Linked DNA regions of Sus scrofa: region 2 is linked to region 1. The links are chromatin contacts, called in public Hi-C maps. All regions are on one chromosome and are shown on one strand. The core of a region is the stretch at or near the end of the contact, and the rest is flanking DNA. Distances in the headings are between cores, read along the strand shown. Region 1 overlaps MTHFD2 (bifunctional methylenetetrahydrofolate dehydrogenase/cyclohydrolase, mitochondrial). Region 2 has its middle 17 kb from the start of ACTG2.

Region 1 (6,304 bases), core at 2,545-5,044:
AGTAACAGAACTATTTCCAAAATAACTTGATCGTGAATTGTAAAATGTACCTGATATTAATTTTTCATGGAAAATTATAGTACTGTAAACTTTTGAATTAGGAAGAAAGTGTGGATATTACTGACGTGGGTTTTCCAGTTTTGACTTTTATTTGGACAGTCCTCTTCTTTCTAGTTGATTGATTCATAATTTTAACAGAAAAATTTCTAAGCATGTCTGTGAGGGAGTTCCCCTTGTGGCTCAGCAGAAATGAACCCGGCTAGTATCCATGGGATGCACGAGTACGCAGGTTTGATCCCTGGCCTCACTCACTGTGTTAAAGGATCAGAGTTGCCTACAGCTGCTGTGTAGGTCACAGATGCGGCTCAGATCCAGCATGGCTGCAGCTGTGATATAGGCCGTTAACTGTAGCTCTGGTTCGACCCCTAGCCTGGGAACTTCCGTACGCCTGCTGAAAGTATGGCCCTAAAAAGCAAACAAAAAACAAATCCCAAAAAACCCACATCTGTGAAAGCACTCCTAAATAAGTGTTAGCTAATATGATTAATAAATTTCGGATTCCTTGTAGGACTGATCTCAGTCTCCATTTCCATTTATTTTGGGGTAGCAGTAACTTTATCTGCTCTTTGGCAAAAAAAAGAAAAAGAAAAAGAATAAAAAGAATGTTGGGAAATTTACTGACGAGTCCCTCCTCCCTCCTCCCTCAGGACTGTGTTTTGCATTATGCAGAGTTGTAGTTTGGAGAGGATGGCTGAAACAGTTACACTATGAAAGATACTCATTGCATTGTGGCTTTGTTTTGGTTCTTGTTATTCTTTGACTTTTTTCTTTTTAAGCAAATTGGCATAACATCCAGAACTTGCCTTTAGAACTTGGAACACTGGATTCACCCAGCGTTCTTAACTTTTATATCATGCTTAGTCCAAATGTACTGTTGCCATTTTCTCTAAGTTTACTGCTTTCAGAAGGAACTTTTTAAGGAAGTGCAGTCTCAGTTCTTCTCACCGAGTGTTTTTATATAGATATCCTTATGAGTGTGTAAATAAATGTCTCTTGTATAGTAAGTGTGTGTGTGTTTGTAAATGTAATCAAAGAAGCAAGCCAGAAGTTAATTTTTAGTGAATATATGTGTGCCTGGCACTTTATGTTATTTCATTCAATATAAATGACTGCCCAAAATCCTTTTATTCTTTCACTCTATTCTGTTCCAATGTTGGGACTCTATTTCTGGCCCGAGACAGGTACTCCTGGTATCACTATAGATCAAGAACACACCAGGAGAGTTCCTGTTGTGACTCGGCAGGTTAAAGAATCCAGCTAATATCCATGAAGATGTGGGTTTAATCCCTGGCCTCACTCCATGGGTTAAGGATCTGGCATTGCCGCAAGCTGCAGCGTAGGTCACAGATGCAGCTCGGGTCCCCGAGTTGTCGGGGTTGTGACGTAGGCTGGCAGCTGCAGCTCCAATTCGACTCCCAGCCCAGGAACTTCCATATGTCTCAGATTGGGCCCTAAAAAGAAAAACAAACAAACAAAAAACAAACCCAAAATAATATTGTGTCAACCATACATCTGAAATGGATTTGTAAATATTAACATGTTTTCAATTCCTTAATATTCCACGAATATGTATGAAATGCTCTTAGATATTTTGTGCTGTGCTAGTATTATCACAGAGAATCTGGGGAAAAGCATTTGGTTTGGTATAAAACTGCAGTATCTTCTTAATATGTCAAAAGATGCAAATACAAATTAATATAAATTTGCTGCATTATGTCTAAAACATTGAGATTTGGTTTAAAGTAGATTTTTAATCACAATGCAAATGAAAAGCAGTCTTTGAAGGCTTAATGACAATTAAAGCTTTAAAATTCCATTTTAATTAACAGTGGCCTTAAGAATTAATTATATCTGATCATGTAAGATATCCTTGATATTATCCCTGAGGATTAAATATGTGCTCTAAGGGGAAATATATTGTTTCTACGTTTGAAACAGCTGTATTCATCATTGGTCTTGGAGTTGGAACATTCCTTATGAATGTTGTTTTCAGTGGGGCCTTTTTAGGGCCAAACCTGAGGCATGTGGAAGTTCCCAGGCTAGGGGTCCAATCAGAGCTGCGGCTTCCAGCCTACGTCACAGCCATAGCAACTGTGGATACTTAACCCACTGAGCAAGCCCAGGGATTGAACCTGCATCCTCATGGATGCTAGTCAGATTCATTTCAGTTGAGCTACAACTGGAACTGTGTTGGAAATGTGTTTAATAACACATTTTTGGGGGGTTCCTGTCGTGGCTCAGTAGTTAACGAATCCGACCAGGAACCATGAAATGGTGGGTTCAATCCCTGGCCTTGCTCAGTGGGTTAAGGATCCGGCATTGCTGTGAGCTGTGGTGTAGGTTGCAGACATGGCTTGGATTTGCCTTACTGTGGCTGTGACGTTGGCCAATGGATATAGCTCCAATTCGACCCCTAGTCTGGGAACCTCCATATGCTGTGGGTGTGGCCCTAGAAAAGACAAAACAAAAACAAAAAAACAAACAAAAAACAAACAAAAAAACCAGCAACAACATTTTTGTAGTCTGATCTTTCCCAAAATTCTTGTGTCTCTGTTGCATTCTGCAGAAGTGAAGCTGTTGTCATTTCTGGAAAGAAGCTTGCTGAGCAGATCAAGCAGGAAGTGCGGCAGGAGGTGGAGGAGTGGGTGGCATCAGGCAACAAGCGACCACACCTGAGTGTGGTCCTGGTTGGTGAGAACCCTGCAAGTCACTCTTATGTCCTCAACAAAACCAGAACAGCTGCCGATGTGGGTATGTGTCACTCTCAGACCCCGCCAGCTTTTAAATCGAGATTTATCCAAGGCAAACCCTATTGTAGTTCATTATTCCTTTTTCTATTTTTTTATTATTTAAATTTAAAAAAATTTTATTGGCATATACTTGCTTTACAATGTGTTAGTTTCAGGTACACAGCAAAGTGAAAAATGTCTCTCTATTCTTTTTCAGGTTATTTTCCCATACAGATTATTACAGAATTTTTATTTTAAAAATTTTTGTATTTTTCATTTTTTTTAGGGCCACACTTGCAGCATATGGAGGTTCCCAGGCTAGGGGTCAAATTGGAGCCACAGCTGCTGGCCTATGCCAGAGCCATAGCACCACAGGATCCAAGTTGCATATGTAATCTATGCCACAGCTTGTGGCAACACTGGATCCTTAACTCACTGAGCAAGGCCAGGGATTGAACCTGCATCCTCATGGATACCGTCTCAGGTTCTTACCCACTGAGCCGCAATGGGAACTCCCAGATTATTGAGTAGAGTTCCCTGTGCAATACAATAGGTCCTTGTTAGTTATCTATTTTATATTATTCTTTTTCTGATTTGAAAACCCAAGCAGAAGAAGTTAATGTGATTGAGCTGTGTCTAATATTTGTCATAAAGATTCAGGCTGTATTTGGGGGAGGCTTAGAGACTAGGACAGAAGGAATATGGTTGGTATTTTTGGTGTCTTCTGGGATGTAAGCTAAATTCTGCCCTAGTCTTAACCTTCGATAGGTGACCTTGAATACAAGTGTACATCTGCTTTCCTTGAGCAGTAATGAATCCCTGAAAGAGGTGTTTGAGCACTTGGTGGAGGAGACCTTGGTGATGTGGCCTAGAACACAGTCATGGATTTGAAGGAAATGACTCTGACTTCTTTGAAATAGCCTTCAATTTCCCCACCAGTTCATTCCAAAGCAATTCAGTCATGCATTTCGAAGTAGTTGGAGGTTTGGATGCAGAGGGTGCAGGTCTGAGTGACAGGAGGTCTGTGTTCTTGGCTTTACTATATTGCAGACTGGATGACCGTAGACCAGAGGAGGGTAGGCTCAACTGATGCCTGCCACTTATATGTGAGTCACTGGTCTTAGCACTGTGCCCTGCTCTTCTAAGGGGTGTGAAACCACTGGCATATCTGGGTAGTATTAGTGGACTGTGAGCCCTTGGTGTATTCTGTTCTTTATCATTGAGGGTTGAGGCCTCCTGCCCTTTTCACTGAAAAACCTTTAGAACCTCTAGAAAATAGTAAACCATTAAGACACTGGATGGGAGGTAGCATGGCACAGTGGGAACAACATGGATTTTGGAACTGGAAAGATTGGCTTTGTCACTAGCCAGCTTGTGGTTCAGTTTTGCTGAGCCTTGTCTAGAAAAGGAGGTTGATGAGGATCATCTAGAATAATGTATAAAAAGTATCAAACTAGGATTCTTTAATGTCTGTATTAGAGAAGTTAGTTAAGATTCTTTGTGAGCCTGCTCAAGCTTTTTAGCTACCAGGGTGGGTATGATGACAAAAAAAAACCTAGCCGGTAGTGTGGCAGGCAGCATAGCATTGCCTCAATAAATGTCTCTTTTTTTTTTTTTTTTTTTTTCCTTTTTTTCTTTTTAGGGCTGCACCTGGGGCATATGGAAGTTTCCATACTAGGGGTCAAATTGGAGCTGCAGCTGCTGGCCTACACCATAGCTATAGCAACTCAGGATCCAGGCTGTATCTGTGACCTACACCACAGCTTGTAGCAATGCTGGATACTTAACCCACTGAGCAAGGCCAGTGATAGAACCTGTATCCTAGTTGGGTTCTTAACCCACTGAGCCACAATGGGAATTCCTGCCTCTGGGCTTTTTTTTTTTTTTAATTTTTTAAATGATTTTTATTTTTTCTATCAAAGCTGGTTTACATGGCTTTCTTTTTTTTTTGTCTTTTTGGCTTTTCTAGGGCCGCTTCTGCAGCATATGGAGGTTCCCAGGCTAGGCGTCTGTCTCATCAGAGCTGTAGCCGCCGGCCTACACCATAGCCACAGCAACGCAGGATCCAAGCTTCATCTGCAACCTACACCACAGCTCGCGGCAACGCCGGATCCTTAACCCACTGAGCAAGGCCAGGGATCAAACCCGCAACCTCATGGTTCCTAGTCGGATTCGTTAACCATTGAGCCACAATGGGAACTCCTACATGGGTTTCTTTTTTAAACTTTGAAATTTTCTTGTAGGAATCAGCAGTGAGACAATTATGAAACCAGCTTCAATTTCAGAGGAAGAACTGTTGAGTTTAATCAGTAAACTAAACAATGATGATAATGTAGACGGCCTCCTTGTTCAGCTGCCTCTTCCAGGTGAGTTTTGGACACCACCATTTAAAATGATCTCTGAGGAGTGCAGAGGCCTGTTTCCTTTATACAACTGGCCCCTCGGGTGGATTTGACTCAAAGGGGAGTTAAACTCAAGAGTAGATATGTCATCAGATATGGGGCAGATTTTTTTTTTTAATTTTTAATTCATTAATTTATTGTTTTGGCTGCACCCACAGTATGTGGAAGTTCCTGGACCAGGGATCAAACTTGTGCCACGGCATCGACCCAAGCTGCTACAGGGACAACGCCAGATGCTTAACCCGCTGCACCGCAAGGGAACTCTGGTATTGAGATCTTGATGCAAAGGACAGGGAAGGGAAGCTGTGGTACAAGAGGACCCTGGCTTTGATCTCAGCATTTGACTTTGCTAGGTGTGTGTTCCTTGTGCACAGATGAAGAGAGACGTCACGGGGGCACGTTGGAGAAGGAGAATGGGTTTTTGCAGCAAACCAGATAAGCCGGAGTCAAGCAGTGCTAACTGTGTGGCAGTGACTTAAAACCACCACTTGGATTTCTTTTTCAGAGCACATTGATGAGAGAAGGATCTGCAATGCTGTTTCTCCAGACAAGGATGTCGATGGCTTTCATGTAATTAACGTCGGGCGAATGTGCTTGGACCAGAATTCCATGTTACCGGCTACTCCATGGGGTGTGTGGGAAATAATTAAGCGAACTGGTAGGTATATCCCATAACTGGATGTCTGTCTCAGTACCACAAAAGCACTACTTACAAATGGTAAAAACCCACAGAGTAGCAAAGAGTGGAAACTCCCACCCTATGTCTTCTCATCCTTCTCCCTAGAGCCTAGCTCTCTCTTAGCAATGCCTACAACTGTTTCTCCTGTTTAATCCAGAAACCTCTGAGGGAACCTTAAGCTTAATAGCACATTCATGTAGCATTTTCTAGCTTGACAGAACATGTCCTTTGAGCCTCCATCATGTGTAGCAAGTGATAGTCCGGGTGACTGCTAAGGCAATAAGCGTAGTGACTTCCTTCATTATCACAATTAGAGTCACATCCTAGGCCATCAGCCTTCCTTTTCCTCAGGTGCTCTTTCTAAGATAATCTGGCACAATCCTAAATGCAAATTGTATATTTTTTGCAGGCATTCCAACCCTAGGGAAGAATGT
Region 2 (6,304 bases), core at 1,869-4,368, 310 kb before region 1:
CCCCTTCCCCCAGGCCCTGGCAACCAGCCTTCTATTTTCTTTTTTTCTTTCTTTTTTTTTTTTTTTTTTGTCTTTTGTTGTTGTTGCTATTTCTTGGGCCGCTCCCGCAGCAAATGAGGTTCCCAGGCTAGGGGTCGAATCGGAGCTGTAGCCACCGGCCTACGCCAGAGCCACAGCAACGCGGGATCCGAGCCGCATCTGCAACCTACACCACAGCTCACGGCAACGCCGGATCGTTAACCCACTGAGCAAGGCCAGGGACCGAACCCGCAACCTCATGGTTCCTAGTCGGATTCGTTAACCACTGTGCCACGACGGGAACTCCCAGCCTTCTATTTTCTATCTCAGTACTTCTTTAGATACTTCATATAAGTGGACTCATGCAGAATTTGTCTTTTTGTGACTGGCTTGTTTTACTTGGCATAATGCTGTCAGGGCTCATTTATGTTGTAAAATGTGTCAAAATGTCCTTTTCTAAGGCTGAATAATATTCCATTGTATGTATGCCACATTTTCTTTATCCATTCATCTGTCAGTTTACACTCTCCTTCTTGGCTAGTGTGAATAGTGCTTCTGTGGACATGAGTATATAAATATCTCTTGCTGTTTTAACTGTTGTAGAGCTTAGGAAAATAAGAAAACCATAAAGATTCAAAAAAAAAAAAGGGGGGTGGAGTTCCTGTTATGGCTCAGCAGTAACAAAACCAACTAGTATCCATGAGGAAATGAGTTCAATCCCTGGCCTTGCTCAGTGGGTTAAGGATCCAGCATTGCTATGAGCTGTGCTATAGGTCACAGACATGGCTCAGATCCCTCGCTGCTGTGGCTGTGGCCTAGGCTGGCCACTGTAGCTCCTATTCAACCTCCCTAGCCTGGGAACTTCCATGTGCCACAGATGTGGCCCTAAATAGCAAAAAAAAAAAAAAAAAAAAAAAAAAAAAAAGAAAAAAAGAAAGAAAAATAAAAGGAAAGGGAAAAGAAATGAAAAGAATGAAAAGAACATATTTCATTTTTATGAACATAACCTAATAAATCACATACATATACATTTGACATCAATCTCAACAATACAGATAAAAATTTCCTAAATAAGAGCATTAACAAATTCAGCAATATAGTGAAGGAATAATATGTCATAACTGCCAGCCTTTGTTGTGCATCCCTGTTTAGAACTTGTCCATGACCTCCCAGCCAGTAAGTAGTGGGCTAGGATGGCAGCCCAGGTCTGCCCAACCCTCAAGCCCATGATGCATTTGATAAATTTATTGAGAAGGTAATGTTGGCCCCATAAAAGAAATCCACTAATATAGATTAAAAAAAAAAAGGCTCAAGACTCAGTAGATAATAAGTTTTTGAAGATGAGAAGTAGCATTTATTCTTTTTTTTTTTTTTTTTTGGCTTTTTAGGCCCACACCCACAGCATATGGAGGTTCCCAGGCTAGGAGTCTAATCAGAGCTACAGCTGCCAGTCTACACCACAGCCACAGCAACTCGGGATCTGAGCCATGTCTGCGACCTACATCACAGCTCACCACAACACCGGATCCTTAACCCACTGATCGAGGCCAGGGATGGAACCCAAACCTCAGCATTCCTAGTTGGATTCATTTCTGATGTGCCATGACAGGAACTCCTTTATTTTTAAAACTCCCCTAGAATTCCGGCTGTGGTACAATAGGAGGTCTCTGCAGCACCAGGACACAGGTTCAATCTCCAGCCTGGCAGATTGAACCTGTGGATTAAAGGATCTGGCTACAACGTAGGTTGCAACTGTGGCTCAGATCTGATCCCTGGCCTGGGAATTCCATGTGCCGTGGGGTAGCCAAAAAAAAAAAAAAAAAAAAAAAAACCAAACAAACAAACAAGCAAAAAACAGGCCTAATAAGAAATAGCTGCAAAGTTGTCCATTAAAAGATATATATAAAACTTCTAAAGTAGCTTTCTAGTACAGTCAATAGCTAGTTGTGGCCGGGTGAAAATGATTTCTCTTTCACCCTAGCAACCAAAAACGATAAAATATCGTGGAACACAATTAATAGGAAACATGCAGGACTTATGTAAAGAACACGAAGCTGTGCAGAGGGATATGGAAAAAATAAATGGAAAGATGGACGTTCCATATTCCATGAGGAATAGTCTCAATGCTTTAAAGATGTTAATTCCTCTTTAAATAACCCATAAATTTAAATACAAGTCTACAAAAATTTCATTTTTTTAACTTAAAAATCATCAAAAAATGATTCTTCAGTAAGTGGAATAACCATTTTTAAAAATGGAAAGATGAAGACTATTGGGGGAAATTTTGTTATTGGGTAACATGATAAATTATTAGTGTACTGGTGGAGGACTAGATGAAGAATTAGCAAACTTTACTGTTCAAGGGGGTAAGACAATGCTGTAGATGGCATGGACCCTATCTTGACAGAATTGTGCTTCAATATGATGCTATTGGCTTTTTAAAGGCAAACTGAGGTGAAGAGAGGACTCCCTGGAGAAAAGGAAGCTAACTACAGGGAGTGACAGAGGAGTGTCTAAGAATAGTCTTACTTCCTTTAGTCTAGGTGATATTTCCACTTCTTTCACCCACTAATAACCCACTACTATTTGTTCAACACAGGAAACATACTACATTCTCACTCAGACCCAGGAAAAAGACAAAAATAATCCTGGGCCACTGTGGGAGTTCTTTTCTGAAGTTGCTGAAGGCCACAGAACTCCAAATGAGTGGTGTCAGACTTCCAAACCCACACGCAACCACAATGCAATACTGCCTTCTTAAAATATATATAGATATATGTATTCATTAAAACTATGAGAAAGAAATACACCAAAATGTTAATATTGGTTTTCTGTAGGTGATAGAATTATGGCATGAAGGCTTTCTTTTTCCCCCCTCTATGCTTTTTTTCAATTTTCCAAATATTCTACAGAGAACATGTATTGCTTTTGTAATTGGAGAGACAGGACAATGCCTACTATTTTCAGAAACCAAAGCTCTACTGCCCCTTCAGTGTGGGAATCCAGCCAAGACCTTATTCTTGGACAGCATCAGTGAAAGGGCCTTAGGAATGCTCTTGGGCACAGCAGCAGAGGCATGTCATATATGGAAACCTTCCATGAGGGTGACCTCACCACTGGAACCCATTCAACATAAACCTTGCTGCAAAGGCCAGCAGAGATCTTTGGACAAAACCTGGAGGGTGGAAAGCCGAGAAAGAATTGACCGAAAGAAGAGAGACTTTTGGGCTATGGCCTGAAGAACTCCTGTGCATCCATCTGGGCTTCTTAGCAAATCTCCTCTGTGCTCAGTTCCTAGTGAAGGATTTCTTTTGCCCACCTCAGCCTCCTCCAAAAAAGAACTCCTACAGTGGCCCGGGGTTATTTCCATTATTTTCCTGGGCCTGAGTGAAAATATAGTATGCTACTTGTGTTGGACAAACAGTAATGGGTTATTGATGGGTGAAGAAAGTGCAACCATCAACTTAGACTAAAGGAAGTAAGCCTGTTCTTAATATTCCTCAGTCATTGCCTAGAGTTAGCTTCCCTACCCCTTGGTCTCCTCGCTTCATCTCCCTTTGCCTTTTAAAAAAACCCAATAGTGTCATACCAGACCACGATTCCATCAAGATATGGTTGACGCCATCTATAGCATTGATCCCTTTGCCTCCTTGAACAGTTCTTCACATCCCTGCCCCCTGCTTAAACATCTGTGTCTAGAACTTCTTTCACCCAGCTTGGTATTCTATACATTTCCATGGCATAGGAGTTTTAAATTATTTTTAATTGAACCATGGTGGACTCAGGGTAAGTTCACACAAGTATTTTAGTCCCCAGTCCCAGTGTTACTCTATAAGCACCAGGTCTTTGATATGGCCCTTGGCCTTGGCCTAGGAAGAGACCATATAATGGGAACAAAACCCAGTGTTGGTTTGAATTATTTTCATTGCAATGACAGAAAACTGAATTCAAACTGGTGTTTAGACACAGCCGAATCCCATACCTATGGTCATCAAGACTTATTCTGTGTTGTTCTCTTGGCTCTTATGTACTCATTTAATTAGGTTTTTCATTTAATTAGGTTTTTCCAATATGGTAGCTTTGACAGTTTTGGGTTTATATCCTACTGTCTTGGTAAGTCCAGCAGGAAAAAGAGAAATTCTGGGTCCAGGAGTTCCAACAAGTCCTGTCATTGAGTCGTTGGGTCATGACTTTGGTCATGGCTTTGTCATGCCTTCGTCTTTGGGCCAACCACTGTGGCCAAGGGGATGGAAAACTCTGATTTCCCGTCCTAGGTTATGTGTCTATACCCCATCTGAACTACATGCACTGGGAGTGAGGGAACATTCATTCTGCAAAGAAAAATGATGGCATTAAGGGAAGAATGGATGCTGGGCAGGCAAAAGCAATAGATGTCTACAATAAGTGCCTGGAAGAAAAAGGTAGGGCCTGCCATCATCACTGTGGCCAGTGACCCAAAGTAAGCAAGCTAATAACACATAAATGGAAACACCAATGCTATTGGCTTTAGATAATAGCAGGTGGACTGTTGGGTAGTAACACTTTCACTCCCCCAAAGGTGGGTCACACATCCAGGCCATGGTCATTTATTTAACTTGGATTTATTAAGCACCTGCTTGTGCAGCGTATTCTTCAAAATACATACAGAGGAAGTAAACTCTGTCTTCAGGGAGAAAATGATGGAGTAATATAAAGCAACTTGGAGTTCCCATTGTGGTTCAGCGGTTAAAAACTCTACTTAGTCTTTGTAAGGATAGGGGTTTGATCCCTAGCCTCACTCAGTGGGTTAAGGATCTGGGATTGCTGCAAGCTGTGGTGTAAGTCATGGATGTAGCTTGGATCCAGTGTTGCTGTGGCTGTGGCACAGGCCTGCACCTACAGCTCCAATTTGACTCCTAGCCCCAGAAACTTCCATATGCCACAAATATGGCCATAAAAAGAAAAAAGAAACTATAGTCCCATGAAAGAGCACAGGAGCAATTTCTTCATAACTGATGAGTGTACACAGGATGAACACCAACTCCATGAGTGAATACTGAGGGAACCCAAGTTAGGGAGAAGTGAATGTTTTCATCTTTATTTATACTCCACTTTTAGTACTTAATTTATACTCTATAATTTTTTGTATTTCACTTTTAATTATTTCAACAAATATTTACTATGTGGCTACTAAGTGCCAAGCCCCATGCTAGACTCTGGATACCTAGTAGGAAGGTTTTCCAGGATATGTAAAATATTACCAAGAGAAAGTTAATTGAATGTAGGGACAAAGGAATATAGACTACAAGGATACAGCAAAGCAGATCCAGTTATAGAGCGAAACAGTAAACCATGACCACTTACCATCCCCCCACAACTAGGGCACATGATGTGTGATGTTGTGGATATTATAAACATTTGTGTAATAAACCCAAACAGCACATAGAGGGTTATGCTTTTCCATATAAAAGATCGCATCTCACTGAAGCACAATATGTAGTAATTCTACTGGAAAGGGGGTGGGGTGGAGCTAGGCAGCATAGTTCAGCTCAGATACCCAGCTGTCTGTGAATCTGGTTTAACCTAGGGACGTATTTTGTCATATCTGAGAATGCAGATGGACTGCATGGATTTTAAACAACTCCAGTTTTCTCTTTGGTGCCGTTTTAATAAATATTTAGTGACAGCGAACTTGGAATTATAATCTTTGGCAAGGACCTGGGGTTTAGCTGCCATTCTTAATTGGTGGCTAAGTAAGATCTGAGGCTCTCGACTTTCAAAGGGTTTTTGTTTCGTTTTAACGCAGCTCACCAAGGTGGAGTAAGAGAGCCCGTGGCCCACTTGGTACACCGATTCCCACTTTACAGCAGAAAAGGGACTTGCAGTAACCACGACAAAGTGTTTCTGTACAGCAAATTTGGGGAATCAAATTTTGGACAGTGGGGTTGTCTCCTCACTTATGAACTTGGGGATAACATGGAACTACCTACTTAGGTAATAACTTTAATGTTGGAGATTTTGATCTGTAGCCCTTCTCTCTTCATAATTAGCTAATAGGGTCTGTTGTATATAGAGACCATTTTTTTGTCCAGGAAAATAAAGCCATATCAGTGGAGTAGAAGAGAATTCCTACATTTAAAAAAAAAAATAGCAAGCGGCTATGCGATGAACTCATCCAAAGATAGTATCAGATTTTTTTTTTTTAATGAGTGGAAAAGTACTGCTGTCAGAGCTCAGTCTGGATCAGCCCTCAGGAAAGTTGTTCTCCCTATTCTAGCCCATGAGGTAGAGTAGCAGTGCCGAATCA

The links. A called contact is a pair of places that touch in the nucleus more often than the background predicts.
Region 2: a contact with region 1 is called in a Hi-C map of embryonic fibroblasts, with 2.9 times the contacts expected there. A contact is called at or near these places in 1 of 5 promoter capture datasets (fetal liver), 1 of 47 Hi-C or Micro-C datasets (embryonic fibroblasts) and 1 of 2 datasets of targeted methods (alveolar macrophages).

What each region holds. Positions count from the first base shown.
Region 1 is chr3:68,825,006-68,831,309 of Sscrofa11.1, reverse strand. It overlaps MTHFD2 (bifunctional methylenetetrahydrofolate dehydrogenase/cyclohydrolase, mitochondrial), which reads left to right. Exons shown (of 8, transcript XM_021087362.1): 2 at 2,627-2,811; 3 at 5,033-5,155; 4 at 5,697-5,849; 5 at 6,280-6,304. Among named protein-coding and RNA genes, the nearest start is that of MTHFD2, 5.5 kb to the left of the region's middle.
Region 2 is chr3:69,135,170-69,141,473 of Sscrofa11.1, reverse strand. No RefSeq gene overlaps it. Among named protein-coding and RNA genes, the nearest start is that of ACTG2, 17 kb to the right of the region's middle.